Linked DNA regions of Nothobranchius furzeri: region 1 is linked to region 2. A link is a contact called in public Micro-C data. All regions are on one chromosome and are shown on one strand. Each heading gives the region's core, a stretch centred on a gene start, on an enhancer-like site or on the middle of the called end of the contact. The rest is flanking DNA. Distances are from core to core; before and after follow the strand shown.

Region 1 (6,312 bases), core at 780-3,279, 84 kb before region 2:
AGCACGTGTCCTGATGAAGACCAGGAGGCGGGAGCACATTACACCAGTTTTAGAATCATTGCAATCATGGCTCTCTGTATGTTTCAGGATCAATTTCAAGGTTATTTTAATGGTTTTTAAGTGTCTTAATGGTCTTGGGCCTTCTTATCTCTCAGAACTGCTTTTACCGTGTAAACCCTCACGGCCTCTGCGCTCCTCTGGCAGGCGTCTCCTGGTCATCCCTAAAGTCAGGACACACACTCATGCGTCTTTCCAGTATTACGGCCCTCACCTCTGGAACAAGCTGCCAGGGCCTCAGAGAACGTTCATGTTTTTAAGTCTAGGCTCAAGGCCCACCTATTTAGGTTAGCTTTTATCTAATTATTTATTATAGTTTTATTTCTCGATTTACATTATTATATTTTATTACTTGCTTTGCATGTTTTACATGATTATATTTTAGCACAGTTTCATCATTAAATTATATTATTATTTTACTGTCCATACGATTTTATTTAATATTCATTTTCTTACTTTTGTCATTTATATTAGCTCTTTTATTATATTTTTACTCATTTTAATCCAGTGTTTCCTCTGTAGGGGCCCTCTGCCCCAGGGGCCGTGGTCGACTGTTGCTTCCTGGGCGCTCTATAGGTAGTGTTTAAGTAGAGGTGGGGGTCTATGCTCCCCGACCTGTGAGCATCCTTACTTAGTTGCTGTGGAAGACCTGATGCTACCGGGACAGACGGCTCCTCTGATGGCGTTTCCTTGCCTTATCTTACTTGGCTCATCTGGACTCAGCCAAATATAAATTTTTACTGATGTGTGTGTGAGTGTGTGTGTGTGTGTGTGTGTGTGTGTGTGTGTGTGTGTGTGTGTGTGTTAATGTTTTCAAACTGTTATGAGAATTTGGGGTCATTTTAATTCTGAAAAGCACTTTGAGTCACACTTTGCTTGAAAAGCGCTTTATAAATAAATTCTGACTGATTGATTGATTTGCGGCTATAAGCTGAGATATCTGGGAGGGGCTTGGAGTAGAGCCACTGCAGCATCAGCTCTCTCTTGCATGTGAGAAGTGTTTATATTGCAACTTCTCCATTTGTAATGTCACAAACTGGGACTTTTTAAAACGGCTTGTTTTGTGCAAATAATTCCTAAAACTAAACACTGATATAAAACTTGATGGACATTTTTTCATGTTTGGGGGAATAATAGAGCTAGTAGAGACCCACATGACAGCACAAAAGAATGCAAAAGTTGACCTTTGCATAATATGTCATCTTCAAGTCACTTCAAAGTGTCTTCCTCTCTTTCACAAAGCCAGGCTTTGAAGTATAATGTTGAAATGATTTATATTTCACGTTTTCTGAAGGATCTTCAGACTTTATGCCTTTTGTCCATTCCTCACATTTTAACTTTGGGAGTTGGAGAACAAAGAAAGGTGCAGGTTCAAAAAGAAGTTCCAATAGATGAGCAGTGTGTGTGTGTGTGTGTGTGTGTGTGGGGGGGGGGGGGGGGGGGTGAGATCATCCTTCAATAAATCAGTGTTATACATTTTGAAATTCACCCTACTTGCATTAGAATATTCTTGAAAGTGTCAAACAGTGATGTCTTAAGCATTTTTCACAATAACATGATAAATGATCAGTTATGTTTTGATAAACTCTACTTCATACTCTGCTTCTTTGTAGTTTAAGGAACAAAGAAGCATTTCTCTGGATGAAAATTTGTGGGGGAAAAACAGTATGAATACAACATGTTTTAAACTAGCTGAGTACTTTGCACAAAACTGCACACATAGTATTCACTGTGTAAACACACACTAGTAGCATGAGAACATGAACATACCATAGCTCCAGTTATTATTTTTTAAAATAAAGATTAGCCACATAATTTAATTTAATTTAATTTAATTTAATTTAATTTAATTTAATTTAATTTAATTTAATTTAATTTAATTTAATTTAGACACTAGCAGGGTTAGACCACGTGAGGGCGCTGTTTGATCACGGGACAGCAGAAACGCTGCTATCCAACTGCGTTCGCTCAACAGGAACTGACGTCTCTCCTCTGTGCAAGTGGAAGGAAAAATGCAGCTGCCGGAAAAATGGCTCCAAACACCGCACCGTTAAAAGGTGAGAAACAGATCATTATAAAGCGTTTGTCTGAGTGTAAAAGTTTCCTTTTGTTGCTACTTAGGGTTAGCTTTAGCAGTTTTTCTCTACTGTAAGTGTTTCCGCTTTGAGAAAGCCTTCTTTCTTCCTTGTTGTGGTTAGTTGATAGGTCCAAAGCAACTCAAGCAGTTGCCTCAGTACTTTTAAATTATTAAACTAGTGTTTCTTAAAGCAGCGAGCAGTCGTACAAGTCAGCCTAGTTTAGCTAGATTCAGTCGGATTTCTGGAGCAGGATGTTTGCCAACTGTCCGAGTAAGTTTTAAGTTTAGGAGCTACGTTAGCATGAAACAAAGTCTAATGTTAAAGTTACAATAAAGCGGCTAAAAGTAGCAAAAATGCCACTTGAAGGAGCTAACTTGGCAATCATAAAAAATAAAATTCTAGTTTCCGTTTTTAGACTATTGTTATGTTTACATGATTGTGAATGTTGTTTTTAGATACCATTAATGTGAACAAAGGTTATTGACAACCTGACATCAGTCGGTGTGGTGTCAGGGGAGAAGATTTAGCTAGATATCTCAACCTATAAAAGATTAAGGGATTAATATTCAACGCTAACTTCTGATTATATTCGTTATAAAACATAAAATGTGTTTAATTGGTCTTAAGTATTTAACACAAACTTGATAAGATGGACTTTTGTGGTAGCTATTTTTATTGTTCAGTCTGTTTTAATTAAAACAAAAGGCTGAGTATGGATTTTAAAACCTGCATAGGTTTGTGTTTGACTAAAAACAGTTTTTACACCAGGCTGAGTGTACATTGTTTGCTGATCTTCTCTACTGTGTTGCCACTTACAGAGAACCATTACATAAGCCTTACAAATCTGTAAATACTGTTAGGACTTGGTTACATATTTTCTATTTTTAAAGTGTGTGAGCTGTACTTTGAGCTGATAAACAATGTATTGCTTACATCTGCACTTCTGATCTGCTATGGGACACAAATCTTTTACATTTGACCAAGGTCTGCACCATGAAAGGTACAACAAGATCACACCATCTTAGCACTGTTTTAAATCATGACAGCATGCTGGTGGATAAGTAAATAAATTGAAAGAAACCATTATTAAATTTGGATGTAATTTAAGTTATCCAGCTAAACAAATGTGGCCCAATCCTATTCCTTGAGGGACACCATCCTGCATATTTTAGTGGTTTCTCACCACACCTGATTTAAATTAGTAGGGGATTAATAGGCTGCTACAGAGCTTGATGAAATTTTGAACATGCAATTCGACCACTGGATCAAGCCTGTTGAAGCAGGGAAGCAACTAAAACATGCTGGACAGTGAAGCTCACTGCTCTAAACTGATGTGCTCTGTTTCTCTTTCTTCCTTCCGTACGTCTACAAAGATTTGGTGTTTCAGTGTAACTTCAGAGAAGTTGGGTGGTTTTTGTTTTATTTGGCAAAACCATGCCAATTCTGTCTGTGCTCAAGAATTTCTGGACTAGTGATTAAAGGATGTCACCATTGGTAAAAATCTACACATTTTAATTTGTACACGGAGTATGCTTTCTCATTGTCAAAGGAAAAGATGTTTCTGCAGAGACCTACACCATCCATTTCACCTTTCACATCCGTTCATTTTGGTGAAGACGACTTAACCAGGTCTTAATACTTAGTAACTCCAGCTACATTGTCATTGTTGCTGGCTTTCGCACAGCTGATCAGATAGTCCCGGGACATGTTGCTAACGTAACTCTTAACAGAGGGGGAGGCAAAGAAAACCAGGGGAAGAAAGAAGGGACCCGCTGGACTGTTCAGCATGCCAAATTCCTCAGCTGCACAATAGTGTTGGGGTAGCTTAAGCCCCAGCAGAGCCAGTCGTCTTCACCACAATGGGAGGGGATACTCAGGAGAGGCCCGTGATGCCTGGGGAGAGAAGGAACTCACTCAACCCCTGGGCTGTGATTGTTCCATGAATGGTTGCTTTGACAAGGCGCTGTGTCATTCTAGAATCGTAAAACAGCAATGTTGTTCTGAATCAATAAAATGTTCTAGTCGTCTTCGACACGTCTTAATTTAATATCGATCAGATGTGTCAACCTTCCTGCTGTTTGTAATGGAAGTGCTTTACTGAATACTGGATAAAACAAATATCAGATGAAGACGTGAGTTTCAGGGTATCTGCAGGTCCTTAAAAAGTCTTAAATTTGCTTTTCCAAATGTAAGGCCTTAAAAATCCTTAAAAAATTACAAATAATCCTTAAATAGTTTCCAAAGGTCTTAAATTACCAAAGACCCAATAAACAAGATTCTTTTATTTCTATAAAATGTTCGTGAATTCCTAGTTAGTTCAGCATTTTTTGTGTACGATATTGGCATAAGCGGAACTGTACACATTCGGTTGGTTGTGAAAGAGGGCTATTTTTAGATGAGCATGCTAGTGGGAGTTTGCGCCATGGGGAAGTGCAACATTAATGGTAACTGGATGGCTAATCCCATGTTCACGATGTGATTAGCACTGGTTCCAGGCAATAGCTGGAAATTAAAGCTTAAATTTAATTAAAAAAATAGCTTACATTTGGTCAAAGTGGCCTTAAAAATGTCTTAAAAAGTCTCAAATTTGGTGCCCTTAAACCTGCAGATACCCTGGAGTTTGTGTCCTGCACCATAACGCGCTGATTCACAAATGAGCTTAATTTCTGGTTGTTCAGAGTCTAGTACGTACATCCTTATGTTATTGTTTTGGCATTCTGGGTTCCTGCTTTACCAAGCTTCATGTGTTCTGTGTAAAACCAAGCTGAAGACCTACTGTTCATGTTGCTAGAGCTAGTAATCCGACCCACACGATGCTCCTGATTTTCCAGCAAGCACAATCAGTTTCTTGTGCGGCGTATTTGATGTATGGCAGCGGATCAATAAGTGATCAAACTGCTTGGAGCAATAAAACCAGGAATTTTTTTAAATTAAAGAACTGCTGCTGAGGCTCAATATGTAGAATAACGTTATTCTATCTATCTTGCTTTCACTTGATCATTTCAAGTTAATAATAATGTTTATTTTATTTATAGGTGTTTAGTTGTTTGCTTCTCAACACTTTGGTCAGCGCTGACTTAAAGTCATCCTACTCATGGCTCCTTCAACTTGACAGAATGGCCCAGACTCAGAGTGGTAATGGGTTCAAGCTGGATGTCCCCCAGCCAAAGGGGGTCGTGGGAAAAGAGGAGGCCCTTCGTATGGAAGAAGAGGCTTTAGCAAAACTGCAGAGGGAGAAAAGACACACTCTTTCAGTTTCAACACCCTCATCTTACTCAAAACCGTCTAAACCTGCTACTACTACTCCTCAGCCTTCACCTTCTCTGAGTAAACCTGACAAAGATCTTATTGTCTTTCCGGAAACCAAGAAACAAGCAGAGCAGAACAAGTTTAAGGATATTGATGTAGATAAACTGACCATTGAGGAGCTTGAAAAGCTTCTGCTTGATGAAAACTTTAGCGTTAACAGCAAAGTGACTCGCCCTTCATCGCTGCTCGGGTTTAACCTCAGTGCCTCCTACCCAGGAGGCCATGCATGCGGCTCCTCTCTTTTTCCAAGCAGCCATTGGACGTCTGTTCTTCCTGCTCCATCTAGTTCCAGTGTATCCACTCCGACCCATCAGCCCAGTCCATTGTTTCCATCTGCTCCTTTTCCCAAACCAGGCTCATTTCAAAATGGGTTCACTCCACCCTTCATGGGTCTACCTCCACAGCAGCCATCGTTCATGACTTTACCAGCCATCCAGCCGGCTGCTGCGCTGGTCTTCCCGCAGCCAACCGTAGACCCAGAGATGGCCAAACTGTTCGACAAGATTGCCAGCACTTCAGAATACTTGAAAAATGGGAGATCAGCCAGTGCTGATCCAGATTCTTCTCAAGTAGACGCAGTCTCTCTGGCACCCAACCCCCCATCCCAACAGCCATCAGTGATGGAGTCATCTCACATCAGCCGCTTCGACTGGCTGGATCTGGACCCACTTACAAAACCCAAAGCTGAGAACGAGGATGTGTCCCTTACACCTGGAGGAGCTGCACAAACAGAACCAGGAGTTTCTGCTGGGGATCCTTGGGACGCAGTGCTCGAAACAGAAGGGAACAACAGTAGCAGCAGTCCTCCTCTGGATGGGAACTTTTCACAAACTGTTCGCTCACAGCAAAGGAGAGCATCAACTGGAGT
Region 2 (6,386 bases), core at 3,249-5,748:
TCCTCTGTTGTTTTCATCACACCAGCTGTAAAACATTTAGTTTGCTGGACGAACTTCAGATGAAATCGTGTGATGAGTTTTTAAACAGATGTGCTGCTAGTGCACACAAAAGAGATTAGAAGCAAGCACTGGATTTTATAATTTTCTATATTTAAAATGTCTGTGAGGGTCAAGAATAAAAAAAATTATGTTAGATTAATTTGTGTGCAACGTAACGGCTTTGCTGACTAAGTTTACCTGCAGACCACTTCTTAACTGACACATCTCCCTCAGACCACCTTAAATCCACAGGACTTATCGGTATTAGAAAGAGGTTTTAACTGATTCCTCTGACTTTTCCACTGCTTCCTATAAAATGTGTGTTGTCTGTTTTCACCCAGCTGCTTCAGGCCCTGCTAAACACATTTTAATGCTTGCTGCCATCCAAATCTCCTCTCCTCACTGCCAGTATCACTGTGACTTAGCTGGCACCGTAGCACAGAGGCCTTTCTCACTGCCTGTGACTATCCTTCTGTGGTAACATGACTTGTAGAGCCACATTTTCCTGATGCTTCTGTAAACGCTTGAAGGAACATTTCAGACACTTCAAAGTGTGTTTCTGTTTAACAGTTATTAATATTTATTATATCATCCGTTGTAGATGGATTTCTGAACAGCCTCAGTTTGGAAGAGATTGTTTATTTATAACTTTTACACAGAAACACATTTCAGAGGAAATGAAAAGTCATTTTGAAGCAGAAATGTCGATCATGCTGGTGGTCAGAATCTGTTCTTTTTATAGTAAAGTTCGTTCTCGGTCTCCAGATTGAAGCGGTCTGATCACCAACTCCTATGGGACCATCGGCTCCACTGTCGGAGGGACCACCCCAGCAGCCTCCCCAAAGTGTTAGCCAGCGCCCCCAGCTGGGACTGGGCCAGCATGGCTCACATCCACTCCTTGCTGCACCACTGGCCCGCCCTGCCCCTAGTCACTGCACTGGAGCTGCTTGACTCAAAGTATGCTCTGTTCTCGGTACTCACACGTAACAGATACAGTGGGGCAAAAAAGTATTTAGTCAGCCACCGATTGTGCAAGTTCTCCCACTTAAAATGATGACAGAGGTCAGTAATTTACATCATAGGTACACGTCAACTGTGAGAGACAGAATGTGAAATAAAAACCATGAATTCACATGGCAGGATTTTTAAAGAATTTATTTGTAAATCAGGGTGGAAAATAAGTATTTGGTCACTTCAAACAAGGAAAATCTCTGGCTCTCACAGACCTGTAACGTCTTCTTTAAGAAGCTTTTCTGTCCTCCACTCGTTACCTGTATTAATGGGACCTGTTTGAGCACATTATCTGTATAAAAGACACCTGTCCACAGCCTCAAACAGTCAGACTCCAAACTCCACTATGGCCAAGACCAAAGAGCTTTTGAAGGACACCAGGAAAATAATTGTAGACCTGCACCAGACTGGGAAGAGTGAATCTACAGTAGGCAAGCAGCTTGGTGTGGAAAAAATCAACTGTGGGAGCTATTATCAGAAAATGGAAGACATACAAGACCACTGATAATCTCCCTCGATCTGGGGCTCCACGCAAGATCTCATCCCGTGGGGTCAAAATGATCATGAGAACGGTGAGCAAGAATCCCAGAACCACACGGGGGGACCTGGTGAATGACCTGCAGAGAGCTGGGACCACAGTAACAAAGGTCACCATCAGTAACACACTACAACGGCAGGGAATCAAATCCTGCAGTGCCAGACGTGTTCCGCTGCTGAAGCCAGTGCATGTCCAGGCCCGTCTGAAGTTTGCCAGAGAGCACATGGATGATACAGCAGAGGATTGGGAGAATGTCATGTGGTCAGATGAAACCAAAGTAGAACTTTTTGGTATAAACTCAACTTGTCGTGTTTGGAGGAAGAAGAATACTGAGTTGCATCCCAAGAACACCATACCTACTGTGAAGCATGGGGGTGGGAACATCATGCTTTGGGGCTGTTTTTCTGCTAAGGGGACATGACAACTGATCCGTGTTAAGGACAGAATGAATGGGGCCATGTATCATGAGATTCTGAGCCAAAACTTCCTTCCATCAGTGAGAGCTTTGAAGATGAAACGTGGCTGGGTCTTCCAACACGACAATGATCCCAAACACACCACCCGGGCAACAAAGAAGTGGCTCCGTAAGAAGCATTTGAAAGTCCTGGAGTGGCCTAGCCAGTCTCCAGACCTCAACCCCATAGAAAATCTGTGGAGGGAGTTGAAAGTCCGTGTTGCTCGGCGACAGCCCCAAAACATCACTGCTCTCGAGAAGATCTGCATGGAGGAATGGCCCAAAATACCAGCTACTGTGTGTGCAAGCCTGGTAAAGACCTATAGTAATCGTTTGACCTCTGTTATTGCCAACAAAGGTTACGTTGCAAAGTATTGAGTTGAATTTTTGTTATTGACCAAATACTTATTTTCCACCCTGATTTACAAATAAATTCTTTAAAAACCCTGCTATGTGAATTCATGGATTTTTTTTTTCACATTCTGTCTCTCACAGTTGAAGTGAACCTATGATGAAAATTACTGACCTGTGTCATCATTTTAAGTGGGAGAACTTGCACAATCGGTGGCTGACTAAATACTTTTTTGCCCCACTATACGTGTGATAAATATATAAATCTCAGAATGTGCGGAGGGGTTCTGGTTCTGGAAACTTGACTTTGATTAATTGCGATCATATAGGTTTGCAGATACTGAAGTGAGAAGTGTGGCAGTAAGCTGGATTGAGGAAAGCAGTGATGATGAGCTGGCTGACTACCTTCCTCAGCTCGTACAGGTATACACGCTTTAAAGAAACTTCTCCTTTTTATTCACAAGTTCTACAATTATAGTTAAAAATGCTTCTCTCGGCTCTTTCAGGCAATAAAGTTTGAGTGTCACCTAAAGAATGCTCTGGTCATGTTCCTGTTATCCAGAGCACAAGGCAACATCATCATAGCCCACCACCTGTACTGGTCAGTCTGCAGCAGAACTGAAATAACACAAACCTAACATATGCATACATACAACACACACAGCATCTCAAACTGCAATAAAAACCAGAGAATAAAAATGTGTTGAAAGGAGATTAAAAGCCCCCAGAGTCTGATGTGCAGTAGCAGCTCCATCACATCTAAATTTACAAGCTTCTGAAACGATTTATTCATCAGACAAGTAAACAGGCGGTGCATTTATTTCTTAATGTGAGTTTGGTGTGATGTCTCCTCAGGCTGCTGAAGGATGCCATGCAGGACCCTGCCTGGTGGTGGCGCTATGAGCAGGTTATGGGTTCCCTGCTGTGTCTGTGTGGAAGTAAACTGAGGGCCGAACTGGAGAAACAGACTAACCTGGTCACTTTGCTGGGAATTGTGGCTGAGAGGGTCCGGCAGGCTGGGGGGTCCACACGGCAGGTAGTTCACTAGCTAAATATACGTGATTTTTAAAGTGTGTGCTGGATTTACGTTTATGTTGTATGTTTGTGTCTGTTTAGGTCGCCCTCCAGGAGGGACTTGAGAATGTTCAGAACTTATTCCAGAGAAACCGCTGCAGACTTCCTCTCAGTCCCAGTCTGGTGGCTAAAGAGCTGAACATGAAGGTGGATCTGGAATCACAAATGAACCAAACATAATGCTCTGGAAACAGAAGGAGAGAAACTTGATGATTTTGTTGGAAATTTTTGAGATAAAAGTTTCTCTGCTTGGCTCTAATGGAACTGTGGGTGTTTAAAATCATTAAATAGACCCAAAATATTGTGGGGGGGTGGGTTGGGGGGGGGGGGGGTGTTAATCATCAATCATCTTTTATGGATCAGCAGCTTGTAGGCAGTAAACATCTAGTTTAAGTAAATATAGACCTCTTATGCGTTTCTTGTAAGGCTCAGGTCAATCAAATGTTGCCTGAGTTCAGTTTTGATACTTCAGTGTAAAAGCATCAAGCATCTGGTCCAGCACAACTTCATGTTTAAAAGGAAGTAATAACCCAACAGCTTCAGGTGTGTGAGTTAAAGTCCAGTTTGCACCGATTTGGTTTGTTACAAGTCGCTGCTGCCTGGTTGAATGAGAATCCGTCCCAGCATTCTGGATTTTATCTCTTAGGAAAAAACGAAGATAAGCAAGTCTGTTCTTGAATTTGTTGGAAAACAGAAGCAGAAGTGTTCCTGAAAGGTGCTCTGACTGATTAAATAATAATTCTTGTGTTTGCATGAAGGCCTGTTCCTTCTTCAGCTCCAACGCAGTTCCCCTAAAGCTGGCCTTGGTTAATGCCGACCCTCTGGGAGAGGAGATCAACGTCATGTTTAAGGTAATGAGTACGTTTACACTCAGAGAACAGAACAAGGTTCAAAATAATTCACTCATAAGAGGTTCTAGGGAGCTGGTTCTACTATATACACCACAATCATTATTCACTAGTTTAGGCCAGGGAGTCCTCAAGTACATCCAGGCTTGTTGCAACAAGCTGCGTTTCCATTTCTTCTCATCAGCACACTGCGCCCTCTGGTGGCCAAATTGAGGGCCACTGTGTTACTCCTGTCGATCTCAATGTGTGTGTGTGTGTGTGTGTGTGTGTGTGTGTGTGTGTGTGTGTGTGTGTGTGTGTGTGTGTGTGTGTGTGTGTGTGTGTGTGTGTGTGTGTGTGTGTGTGTGTGTGTGTGTGTCAGGTGGGAGAAGACCTGAGGCAGGACATGCTGGCTCTGCAGATGATTCGCATTATGGACCGTATCTGGTTGCAGGAGGGGCTGGATCTCCGCATGGTACACTTTAAATGTGTCTCCACTGGCAAGGACAGAGGTAACTGAGCAAAAGTTCTACTCTGCTTAGTTAAGCATTCATTTAGCTCTACCACAGAGAGCTTCATTCATAGGTGAGTTTTTATGTTGATTCAAGCTCTCATATTGTGCAGGTATGGTGGAGCTGGTGCCGTTCTCTGACACCCTCAGAAAGATTCAGGTAGAATATGGAGTCACCGGATCTTTCAAGGATAAGCCTCTGGCAGAATGGCTTCGCAAATACAATCCTGCTGAGGATGAATATGAGAAGGTACTCTCTGAACAGCGTTTAGTTACGTAGATTAACTTTAAACTGGGATGTCCCGATCACATGATCGGAAATCGGCCCCGATCACGTGGTTTCAGACTGATCGGGACTCGGGTTTACTTCCAGATCCGGGCTCGGATACTGGGTTCAAATTACAGGAGAGGAACTTGGTTCTCCTTAAAGGTTGTCAGGCTCCCCTGATGCCCTTAACTTACACACCCAGAAGGAGCACAAAAGAGATCCAGTTTCTACCTTTATTATATTATTTATATGAACTCAGAGTAGCGGGGATTCGTTTGAGCAGAGCGGCAGGCAGACCGCTGATTATTCACGAACTCCAGCTGCGTTGTGCACACGGCCACAGTAACATTTCCTAAGTTTCCAAGTGGCGTCACCAAAAAATATGTAATTAACACACAGTCGTTCGTGTCTGTTCATTTTCTCTCTGGTAAGTTCTGTCTGTATTTGAGCATGACGTCTGGTCGCGCTCGCGCTGCAACGCCCGTCACTGGCGCAGCCGGGCAGCGCGGCACACACTCCGCTTTTTTTGCGGTCAATAGATCAATTTGATCTGCTAGTTAAAAAGTTACTTGTGAGGTGAAAAAGAAGGAAGCAGGCAGGAGTTTTTCTGGAGGACTGGGAGATGCAGGAAGAGCAGAGACAGACAGGACAGGAAGGCAGGAAAATAAAAACCAAGAAAACAAAACAAAGTTCTTAAAAAATAAAATGTAGATAGATTGATCCCATTACACGTTTGTACCTGTATGAAGCAATAAGTTATCAGCATGTAGTTTTTATATAGTTGATACAATTCAGATCATCTTCAAAACCAGTGTTGCCAACTTCCCCTGATAGAAAGTAGCTGAAGTTGACCCAGAAACTCACCCAGATGTCGCCAGATGATGTCAAATGCTAATTTGCATATTCATGATGTCATCACGCCAGATTGGCTTTCATTTTCCCCATAGCTTCTAAAATATATATATATATATATATATATATATATATATATATATATGTATGTATGTATGTATGTATGTACTGAAGATTTTAAAAACATGATGGTCTTTTTAGAACTAAAAGGGAGGAAAATAAAAAAACTATTTTATGTGTTAATGTTATTGATTAGTATGATTAAAATGGCCCAAATTGCTTTGTTATTTAAAATTAATTCCAAAAGTATCAATAAAGGGACATTAAGACAGATATGGTGTGGTGATCCAAACAGTTCTGTTGTAGGATATAACTCAGACCTGCTCTCCTCATTCTCACAGACATTTTCCTAAAAAGCTGGTTTTTTACACTTCAAAGTTTCTCAGCTGCTCTGTTGTGTA

Evidence for each region. Hi-C and Micro-C count contacts between places; a contact is called where the count stands out from the background.
Region 1: a Micro-C map of tail fin shows a contact between it and region 2, with 15 times the contacts expected there. The contact joins the promoter of pik3c2a here to the enhancer-like site in region 2. A contact is called at or near these places in 2 of 2 Hi-C or Micro-C datasets (skeletal muscle and tail fin).

Annotation. Positions count from the first base shown.
Region 1 is chr4:54,577,987-54,584,298 of NfurGRZ-RIMD1, reverse strand. pik3c2a (phosphatidylinositol-4-phosphate 3-kinase, catalytic subunit type 2 alpha) reads left to right here and starts at 2,029. Exons shown (of 33, transcript XM_015963847.3): 1 at 2,029-2,114; 2 at 5,171-6,312. The coding sequence starts at 5,252.
Region 2 is chr4:54,495,998-54,502,383 of NfurGRZ-RIMD1, reverse strand. It overlaps pik3c2a (phosphatidylinositol-4-phosphate 3-kinase, catalytic subunit type 2 alpha), which reads left to right. Exons shown (of 33, transcript XM_015963847.3): 16 at 805-996; 17 at 2,723-2,816; 18 at 2,900-2,994; 19 at 3,249-3,429; 20 at 3,510-3,614; 21 at 4,226-4,318; 22 at 4,677-4,806; 23 at 4,919-5,055. Among protein-coding and RNA genes, the nearest start is that of rps13, 22 kb to the right of the region's middle. Within about 2 kb of position 4,498, at least 1 of the 3 cell types and tissues checked has an H3K27ac peak or open chromatin away from gene starts, as enhancers often do. A contact at or near this core is called in tail fin, where this site is marked.